Regions from separate parts of the Mus musculus genome. Here region 1 is linked to region 2. The links are chromatin contacts, called in public Hi-C maps. All regions are on one chromosome and are shown on one strand. Each heading gives the region's core, a stretch centred on a gene start, on an enhancer-like site or on the middle of the called end of the contact. The rest is flanking DNA. Distances are from core to core; before and after follow the strand shown.

Region 1 (4,897 bases), core at 532-3,031, 170 kb before region 2:
AAAACAGGGGAATAGTAACTGACTTCAGAGCTCTCTTGAGATTCCAGCTTGGTCTCCAGGAAGTGATTGTGTCTGCTTTGGGGGAGTCACTAGAGCAACTGTAACCTGAGGGATTCTTTTCTCCTCTGGAACCTAATGGGTTTCCTTCCCTTGTGCAGACTTCTTAAGTAAATGGAAGTGCTACTTACTTATTATTGCAAGTTCATCAATCATTTCTCAAAGTTTTTTAAAGTGCATAATAAAAGTTCCCATGATAACCAGCAGCTTTTTGAAGAGTGAGTGTTTTCTAGGAACCATGAGAATCTATTGCATTAGGTCTGATTTCTCCAGTTGGAGCTTCCTTCTTCTTATCTCAAAATCTGCCTCAGAAGGCAATCTGGGGATGCACAGCAAACACTCTGGTAACAGATGTGTGTCATCCTTTTCCTGACAAGTCCCTAGGCTGGGAGACCCAGCTCTACTCAGTACGCCGCCATCCACTAGGTGTGGGTAGACACACCCTGTGCTGATTAGAGCTGTTGGTGCACAAGAGGGCAGTGTTTGCTTGCAGTCTCAGACGGGCGATCATGTGCTGGTTCACAGGTCAGCAGAGTTAGAATGACCTCAGATGTAGTCAAGACAAAATAAACTGTAAGTCAAGGTTGTGATGAGTTCTCATATATGCCTTTAAATACACAACTCCTTCAAAACTTTGCTGCTTGTTAGCCTTCTTTTTCCTAAAAAGAAAAATATTGTTTCTTTCAATGTTTATTTTTAATTTTTTTTTAAATCAATGAAAATATGGTTGCAAGTCTTGTACAACACTAGCAGAGGTTACACAGTGTCACAGAAGCAAAACACCGGCTTCCTAATTAAAAACCAGATGGGCAGATTTTTGTTTGGAGCAAGAGGTCAAATGTATTTTCTCCCCTTTTCACATCAATGTAAAGCTTATCTGCCTTAACTTTTGAAGCGTTTGAAGGTGTGTACGTCAGCAGTCCGCCCTGTTTCTTTTATTCTGCCTTCCCCCGTAAGGTGGCTCCCTGCATTCTGTAAGGTGGCTCCCTGCATTCTGTAAGGTGGCTCCCTGCATTCTGTAAGGTGGCTCCCTGCATTCTGTAAGGTGGCTCCCTGCATTCTGTAAGGTGGCTCCCCTGCATCCTGGTGTCCCGGGATTGATTGACTATGCCTTTTTTTTTTTTAAATAATGATTTTCCCGTTTTCAGTTCTTCCATGGTACTCTTCTGCTGAAACCTTTGGACCAGCAGGACACATGCTGGAATGCAGTTCTTGCCCCCACCAGATTTCAGCTGCTACAGAACTGGGAGCCCCTTCCTGTCCTCAGTCACCTCCTGATCTCAGGTGTTTTTAGGATGTTGGTGTCACTCACTGATGAAATGCTACAGATGGCAGCAGCTTGAGGAAACAAAAGGAGGAAAGGCATAGGATGGCCATAGCTTGTCTTGGCATCCCCATGGGAACCACCTGGGCTTTTGAGCTGCCCGTGCACCCCAGGTGGAGGCAGTTGTCTTGCATAGGACGACTGTATCAGGAGCATGCTCTTAAAGCTCATGCACAGAGCCGAGGCTTGACCAGCTTGAGTGTCAGGAGTAGTGGGTGCTATAAGACAGGAGGATAGAGACAAGGATAGCATTTTTGACTGGAGACAAGCCAGGTCTTCCCATATTGCTCATTTACTTGATGCCTTGATCATCTCACAACAAAGCATAGTGAGACCCAGATGCAAAGGGCTGTCCACCACTTCAGTCCCCTGACAGCAATCAAGGAGACAGGCAGTTCCAGGCTGAGCCCTGTATAGAATCAGACGTCTTCTTCTAGTCTTATGTAATCCAAAGGGAGTATGTCTGTAAGAGTGGTGCCACATAAGTAGTTGAGGAGGGATATGACATCCCCTGTGGTCTTTAATTGATCTATGACTTCTAGTTTAAATGTGAATGTCACAGCACTGAGTGCAGTGTTAGTGGGTGGCCACTCACAGGTTTTTCTGTGACCCACATGACTTCTAGTTAGGTCTGAGTCTAAAAGAAAGGTTTTGCTGCATCAGGTTTGTAAAAGAGGCTCACCAAACATTTTTTTCTAGGAACAGAATTTTTGAAAAATGCTGGAGCCTTTCGTTTACAAAAGAAGCTCATTTGTCAGGGATGAGAAGTTGTTTTTGTGTGGCTCTGGGTGGCTTCGTCCTTTCACTTCCATAGTAGGGCTAGCAATTAGGAATGAGACCCATGTTCTAGGTGGTCACTTCCAGCTAGGCTGTGTGTTTGTTCCGTCTCTGTCAGCTCAGAGGGAGCAAAATGAGTGAGACCCCTGTAACAAGCAATATGTGGGTGCACCAGAGACACATGCTGACAGAGATAGAGTGTATCTCTGAGAGAATGGTCTGGGTGCTGTTCTGTCTGGAATGTAGATAGAGTCATTGTTCTGACGAGTTCCCTTATAGTAGAGTTCCCTCCGTAAGCATTGCTTGTGGTGAAATTTTGAGACAGTTTTCTGTTTGGGTCTTGAGGTCAGTCGACTTTCTTGTGTTTGTCCCACTCCATAAGCTTTGCATGTTGTGCCTTAAGCATTGCATTCTGTTAGGAGGGTAGGGAAGACAGGTCTGCTTCTAGATCTTCATAGGGAGCTAAGAGGTGTATAGACAGTGAATTATATCAAATTATGCACATGAAGCCCAAAGACCTTAAGTGGGAATGTTGGGCAAGCCATCCTGTGATCACATAAATGAGCCTTCCCTAATCTTGCTTTCTTTACCAGATGAGGGGACATACCCTGAGTGTATGTGAGAGTTGCAGTAGCAACTGGGATACCAGTAAATGGATGCCGACCTCTCAGGCCCTGTGCCTGGGGGTTGGAGGCCTGCAGGGTTTAGCATCAGGATATAGCTGCCTTTTAGGGTCCTTGGGATGGTCAGGCATTCTTTCCCTCAGCACTGCTGGCACCAGGAAATAACATTTAATTTATGCAAGAATGATGTTTCAGAGAAGGAAATGAAATTCTTTTTTTTTTAAATTTTATTTTAAGATTTATTTATTTATTATATATCAGTTACACTGTAGCTGTCTTCAGACACTCCAGGAGATGGAGTCAGATATTGTTACGGATGGTTGTGAGCCACCATGTGGTTGCTGGGAATTGAACTCAGGACCTTTGGAAGAGCAGTCGGTGCTCTTAACCGCTGAGCCATTACTCCAGCCCTAGGAAATGAAATTCTTATTTTTTAAGGTGAGGAAGAGGAAGGGGGAATACTTCCCTGCTTTCCCTGGTGATGGAACAGGATGGAGAACACATCTGCTTTTTCCCATCTGAGGTTGGCATCCACTCTTTTTCTCCTCTCCTTTTCCTCTCTCTCTCATCTCCTGCATCTCCCCTGCTTACCCTTTCCTCCCTCTTTTCCTGCTGCCCTATAGAGACCCTGCTTTTGTCTAAGCTAGTCCCAGGGAACTCAGTGTCATAGTTTGGAGATTCCCTGATGCTGGGGTGTTTTGTGTGGTCTTGTATCTCCTTTCCAGCATATATCGTGGCTTTCAAGGGCCATACCAGGTGCTTGCCCTGTTCTGCCTTGGCTTGTGCAAAGTGCTGCATGTTGCTTTTGGAGTGTGGTTGTACAGTTCCTTGTGGAGTAGCCAGGACAGTGCATGGTTACAGGATGATGTCAGGGTCGCTGAGCTTTGGGGGAGGCTGGATGTGGATGGGCTTTACCTCTGGGTAAAGTAGGCCTGGGCTTCTGGGCCAGGTGGAGGCTCTCTGGAAGAATTGATCAAATTCAAAGTTGCTTGCCATTTAATGAGTCCCAGGTATATGAGCTCTGCCAGCCCAACACATGCAGGCTCTGGAAAGCCCGAAGGAAAAGACATGGTCCTGTTTGGAGAAACGCCTTCTGCAGAGGGAAGCTTGCCAGGTCTTTCAGGAGGGAGGGAAACTGTATCAGTTGGGAGCTCCTGGTGGGACACACAGTTTAGCCTTGGCACTGACCCAGGTCTGTGCCCTTCCTTGCTCTGCTCTTGCTGTGCTTACTTAACAGAGTTAAGCTCTCAACCTCAGTTTTCTTGTCTTCAAAATGGGAGAATAATTACGTGTGTGTGTGTGTGTGTGTGTGTGTGTGTGTGTGTGTGTGTAGAATCCCACAAGTGAAGCTGTACATAGAGCTTATCTGAATCAGTAAATTTATGACAGGTATAATTTGGTTTTAAAATCCTATCAGAGTATACATATAAAAATAAATCTTGTCAGAAACTCTCCTTGTCCTTTGGTGGGAGGCATACTAGATAAGCAGCGTTTGATGCCATGTATAATATACACAGGCTTGTCTCTGTCTGAGACTAAATTAACATACTTCACCAGTGTGGTGGAGTTTAGAGGAAGGCCGTGGTGGTGAAAGGTGAGGTAACAGAAGGACGGAGAGACACATGGACTGTTGGTGTGTGAAAAGCAGTGCTTGGTCTCTGGAGAGGCCAATCTGCAGGGATCCATGACCTGTGTTGTTTGGAAGCCTATAGGCTCTGGTCATGGAAATGTGTGATGCAAGGAACAGAGTCTTTCTTAAAAAACATCTGACACCAAGGAAGAGATTCCACAGAACAGCACAGAGAAACATAAAGGCAGCTGGTGGAGTTGACAGGCTTGAGGCCAAGAGCCAGGGAAATGGAATTTGAGTCCTGGTTTCAGTGTTTGTTGTATGATCTGAAGTCGATTACTAACTTCTTTGGACTTCAACTTCCGTCTTCAAAATCAAAGAACCATTTTGAGGATGAGAAGACATATATCTAGTATACAGTATTCGGGGAGTAAACATAATTGCAGCCCCTGCTGCTCTTTTCATTACTATGATAAGACTTTCCAGCCTCCTGGGACTGCCCATCGCCAGCTATAAGCATGGAAGTCTTTCTCCAAAACCCTGTAA
Region 2 (4,813 bases), core at 1,393-3,892:
ATTCAGCCACCAGCACACTTCTTGCAACCCTGCCCTGCAGAGACCACTCATCTCTCTCCCTTTTTCATTCTTACTACCTACCCACCCCACTTAGCTTGGTCATGGTTCTATCCCACTCCCAACACACCTCAGCTCTGTGCCCATGCTGCCCCACTGCCCTCTCACCCCGTCCATCCAACACCATGGCCCACTGCCTAAAAGGTGTGGGCATCCCCACCTGGCAACTCTGATTGAGCCTGAGGGGAGGGGACAGATAGATCTGGGACTCCCTCCTTATCCTCGCCCCAAAGGGCTCCAAGTCTGGGTGGATATGGCCAGCAGAGTTGGAAGAGCTCCTGTTTTCCAGGACTCCCCCTTCCTCATCTGCTGCTGCAGTCAGAAGCTATGCTCCTCACCCCCAGCCTCTGTGGGTTTAGAGGCTGTCTGGAACAGAACCATACTCAGGAACCCTTCTGCTGGTTCCAGGCAAGCTGAAAGGACTAATATGGCCTTGCTGAAGTCTCAGAGGAAAGTTCAGGGCCTTGATCCCAGGAGGAAGACTACCAAGGTACAACACTCCTCTTATTGAAAGTCTAGGCAGAAGGCACTAAGGCAGTTGCCATAATCAATCCAGTGAGGGAGCCCAGCAGAGACTGGAACTGAGGCAGCTGAAGCATGAGAAAGGTTCTGTAGGAGGCAGGCAATGTGGTACCTAGGCATTATAGACCATCTGAGCACATGTGGGGATCTAGAGATTTCTTCAGGAGAGGCTGAACTGGGAGAGATGGTTAAGATTTGTTCTAAAAGGATTTTGGACAGCACAGAGGTGAATAAGCAGAGAGGGGCTTGCAACAGTGACTGGGAAGTTCACATAGACTAAACCATGGCCCAATCAACAGGACCTGCACTGAAGAGGCCCTGGAACCTTTAAGGAGCATATGTTAGCCCTCACTGTGCACAGGGGCTTGGGGTAGGATTGCCAGAAAGTCCAGGGTTCCATGTTGCACATGAAGTGCCTCCTTGTCAGTGAGGACCTGGACCTGGGGATGTCTTAGTGCCAACACATGCTTCAAGGAGCTGCAGTTACCTCATGGGGTGGCAACCTCTCAGGATCAAGTAGTAGGAAGCTGGCCTTAGGTGGTTGACAGCTCAATGGCTGACAGAAAATGTCTCCCTAGGCTGCCCTCCATAGGCAAAGCCTCCATCTGAGTCTCAAGACCAAGTCATTTCCTGTCTGGATTAGAGTGATTTTGGTTTTCTTTTTTAGAAAGCTTATACATACTATGCCATTTTTCCTCCGCACACACCCCTATCTCCAAAGTACCTCAATCTCCAAAGCTGGGCTGCATTGCGTCTTCAGTTAACTTGGTGCGGGAATATCTCTGCAAAGGGTCCTTTTTTGTTTTTGAAGAATTCATTGTTGTTGCTAAGAAGCTTAATATAAATTAAAGAAGGAATTAGGCAACATTAAGACATCAAAATGGGCATGCAGGGCCCGTTGCCTCTGTTTCCTCCCAATCAAAGAGGTATGCGAGCCATCAAGTGTGCTCCAGAGCCTCAGAGGGACTTGGTTCTGTGGTTACACAGCCTGCCTGCCACCCCCTCCCCTAATTCCTTTTGTTACTGGGACAGCAGAATACAGTTCTGCTTCTTTCTTTAAAAAAAAATTAATCACCTTATCTCTTTAAAGCAAATTGCATCTTTGTTTACATACATGACCGTTGCAGAGAAGGAAAGAGGGAAAGCAGGGAGCTGGTACCACAGCTGGCAGGGATAGGCTTGTGAGTCTGTGAGCACAGGGCCTCACCTAAACACACAGCAGGTAGACGCAGTCACTCCCACACAAGTTCAGAGGGAGCCCAGGAGGAAGTGGATTTCTCTCCCCAGATCTGTCCTTCTGCCTGTCCCCAGCCAGGTGAGGAGCTGATGACAGTCTGTTGTGGCAGACAGGAGAACCACATTCAGATTCAGCTTCATCACACAGCTCAATGGAGAACATACACCTTGGCTCACCTCATCTGGACCCCTGCAAATCCTGTGTAACAGAAGCCTCCTGTCTATCAGATGTTACTGTCAGACCAGCCCAAGCCTTATAGCCAGCACCCTGACTCCACCCAATTAGCTTCTACCTTTGCCAGCAGCAGCAGCAGGCCCCTGTGCAGAAGCACGTCACTTCTGCTCAGAGTTCTGTTGAGCATGGCCCCGTGTCTTGTCCAGCTACAAGCCTGTTGAACTTGGACCCTGTGGCTATCCAGCTGCCAGCCCAGCAGTCCTTACCAGGATGCTGCCCCAGGAAAACCCCTAAGCCCATTCCCCCTCTGCCCTGCTTCTACAGCCCCCTGATAGCTGATGTGGCTTCAGTGAGCCCCTGAGGGGGCTTCTGACCCTAAGATGCTTACAAGGGATCCGTTCCCACTGGGGGGTGCCAGCTACCCACCAGTGTGAAGGCCCCTCTTCTAGTCTGGCCCCTGACATGAAAGCGACGCCAGCAATTGGAGGCAATTTGCTGGCCTTTGATGGCCACTGCCGGGCGGCACCGCGCTAGGCTTGAAAAACTTCACTTCCCACATTCTTCCCTGATTGCCCAGCAGAGCCAAGACCCAGCCGCCTGCAGCCCATTGTGCCTTTGTGTGGGGCTGGCGCACAGTGAGAAAGGCCAGCCAGGCCCTGGGAGAGGTCCCCATGGGAAGCCATGAGCAGTGGTGTCACACTGGGTCACTGCCACCCTCACTATGCCTGGGCTCAAAAGAGAGTAGAGCAGGCTCCAGGACCGCTGTAGGACATGGTGGCTAGGGAGAGTGGGCCTCCTGAACAGAGGACATTATGGCCTACCTCAACCCAACACCCACCCTCCCAGGGAGAGGACCAGTCCAGCATGATGTCTGAGCCAGACTGCTCTCTGGACAATTCAAGGGCAGGCATGGTTTTCCCAGGCCTCACCGATGCCCTGTTCATCTGGGTGGAATGCATCCAGGTGTGTGTGGCATGGAGGGGTTATCATGTAAATGTGTGTAATAGAGATTAGTGCAGGTGGGTATGAATGTGGTATGGATAAAGATACAAATACAGCTCGGAGCTGGTAGGGTTCTTCTGAAAGTTCTGCCTGCTGCATTTTTTTAACTAAATTTAGAATACATCTTTTGTATAGAGGACAAAGGTCAACTTTGGGTGTCTTCCTGTTATTGACCCTATATACATACATACACACACACACATATATATATATATAGAGAGAGAGAGAGAGAGACTCTCTCACTGAACCTGGAGTTCACAAAACTCAGCTAGATTGTCTGGCCAGAAAGCCCCAGGAATCTCCTTTCTTCACCTCCTAGATGCTAAGATTATAGGTGCACACCACTTTCCCTGGCTTCTGGGGATCTGAACTCAGATCCTCCAGCTTGCAAGCTTATTACCGAATAAGCCATCTCTAGCCCCTTGCCCCTAGCACGAGTCTGTTTTTAAATGCTCACTGATGATACTCAGTCCTACTGAGCATGAGTTTACTACAGCAAGGGGATTTGTCTCATCTTCTCTTGGTTTCAGGCCCCCTCTAACTGATGTGTGGTTCTCTGGTACTCAAACACAGATGGGGATCAGACAACCTTGGTCACCAGGTCTGCCCCCTCCCCCACTGCAGGACGTTGGGCAAGCCTGAAGCTCTTTGGTATCTCAGGTCCTCCAGCCCTGACCAGTGAGGTCTGCTCAGCTCCTCATGGAGACACCTCTGCACATGGGCCTACGTGGCACATACTTGTCTGGTCTGCATCCCTGGGAGCAGACTTCTTGGTTGACATTGACTTGCAGGAGCTATCTCACAAGTTGTTCCTAAATGCATGCTCTCTGGATTCTTGGACTGGGAATTTGCCTCCAGCCCTGTAGGACCCCATCACCACTGATAGGTGGGAGCCAGAGTCCTCAGTGCAGACCACATGACCACAGACAGAAACCTCCCTTGGTGGGAGTGGTCACAGAAAGACAACATATACTAACCATGGAGATAATAATCCACCAGAGAGATGAAATTACGGGAAAGAAGTAATGCAGAGGATGGCCAGAGAGGCTGGGTACGGTGGCCAGGTAGCGAGCAGGCCTGAGAGATAACACATGGCCAGGGACTGGAAGGTAATAAAATAGTTGCTCTTAGAACTCTAGGGATTACATCATCTGAGCTGAGAGGCTGACAAAGCCAGATACAGGACAGGGAAGCTGATGTTTGGTGGGAATCACTGTGTTTGCCTATGCACATAGGAAAAGCCAGTAGAATAGACTGGCATGGTGGGAAACTGTCCTGCCTGAGGGCCCCTGGACTAAAGATGCTGGTACCCTAAGCTGCCTCCTGACCCCCATGACCCAGTCAGCACCTTTCTCCTACAGAACTAAGCGTACACTTCATGGACTTGGCCATATCACAGGTTCCCTCTGCCTATTCAGCCTGCCAGGAATCTCTGTGGTGGTCCCTGTCATCTGGCCATGAGTCCAGCAGTCTTTTTCAGAGATCCCTGCATTAGGTATATCAAAGCTGTTACCACCACCCTCCCAGCGACACAAGATCATTTCCTTAAGATCACGCTATCTGGGGCTATCTGCTTCCAGGCTTGTTGACTGTCAGTCCTTCTGAATCTAGAGTCTCCAGGGGACCTGGCTTGGACCACATGCCTGCTCCCAGTTGTCCACTGGTCCTACAGTGCCAAGTATCTTTAAAAGGAAAGCCCCAGGGAACTGAGAGACATTTTCAGCCTGAGCTGGGCCAGGCTCCTATGGTAGGTACAGCTCCAACTCCTCAGCCTATGCCACCTGGCCAAAGGAAAAAGGACCACTAAAGAAACAGTGTGAT

What was found. Hi-C and Micro-C count contacts between places; a contact is called where the count stands out from the background.
Region 1: a contact with region 2 is called in a Hi-C map of the G1E-ER4 cell line, with 2.2 times the contacts expected there. The contact joins two enhancer-like sites. A contact is called at or near these places in 7 of 484 Hi-C or Micro-C datasets (the G1E-ER4 cell line, the HL-1 cell line, cumulus cells and 1 more), 1 of 115 datasets of contacts at active chromatin or transcription factors (embryonic stem cells) and 1 of 9 other capture datasets (embryonic stem cells).

Annotation. Positions count from the first base shown.
Region 1 is chr6:88,427,030-88,431,926 of GRCm38.p6, reverse strand. The region is part of intron 1 of Eefsec (eukaryotic elongation factor, selenocysteine-tRNA-specific); the gene reads left to right. Among named protein-coding and RNA genes, the nearest start is that of Eefsec, 17 kb to the left of the region's middle. Within about 2 kb of position 1,781, at least 4 of the 459 cell types and tissues checked have an H3K27ac peak or open chromatin away from gene starts, as enhancers often do. A contact at or near this core is called in the G1E-ER4 cell line, where this site is marked.
Region 2 is chr6:88,260,155-88,264,967 of GRCm38.p6, reverse strand. The region is part of intron 6 of Eefsec (eukaryotic elongation factor, selenocysteine-tRNA-specific); the gene reads left to right. Among named protein-coding and RNA genes, the nearest start is that of Dnajb8, 40 kb to the right of the region's middle. Within about 2 kb of position 2,642, at least 28 of the 459 cell types and tissues checked have an H3K27ac peak or open chromatin away from gene starts, as enhancers often do. A contact at or near this core is called in the G1E-ER4 cell line, where this site is marked.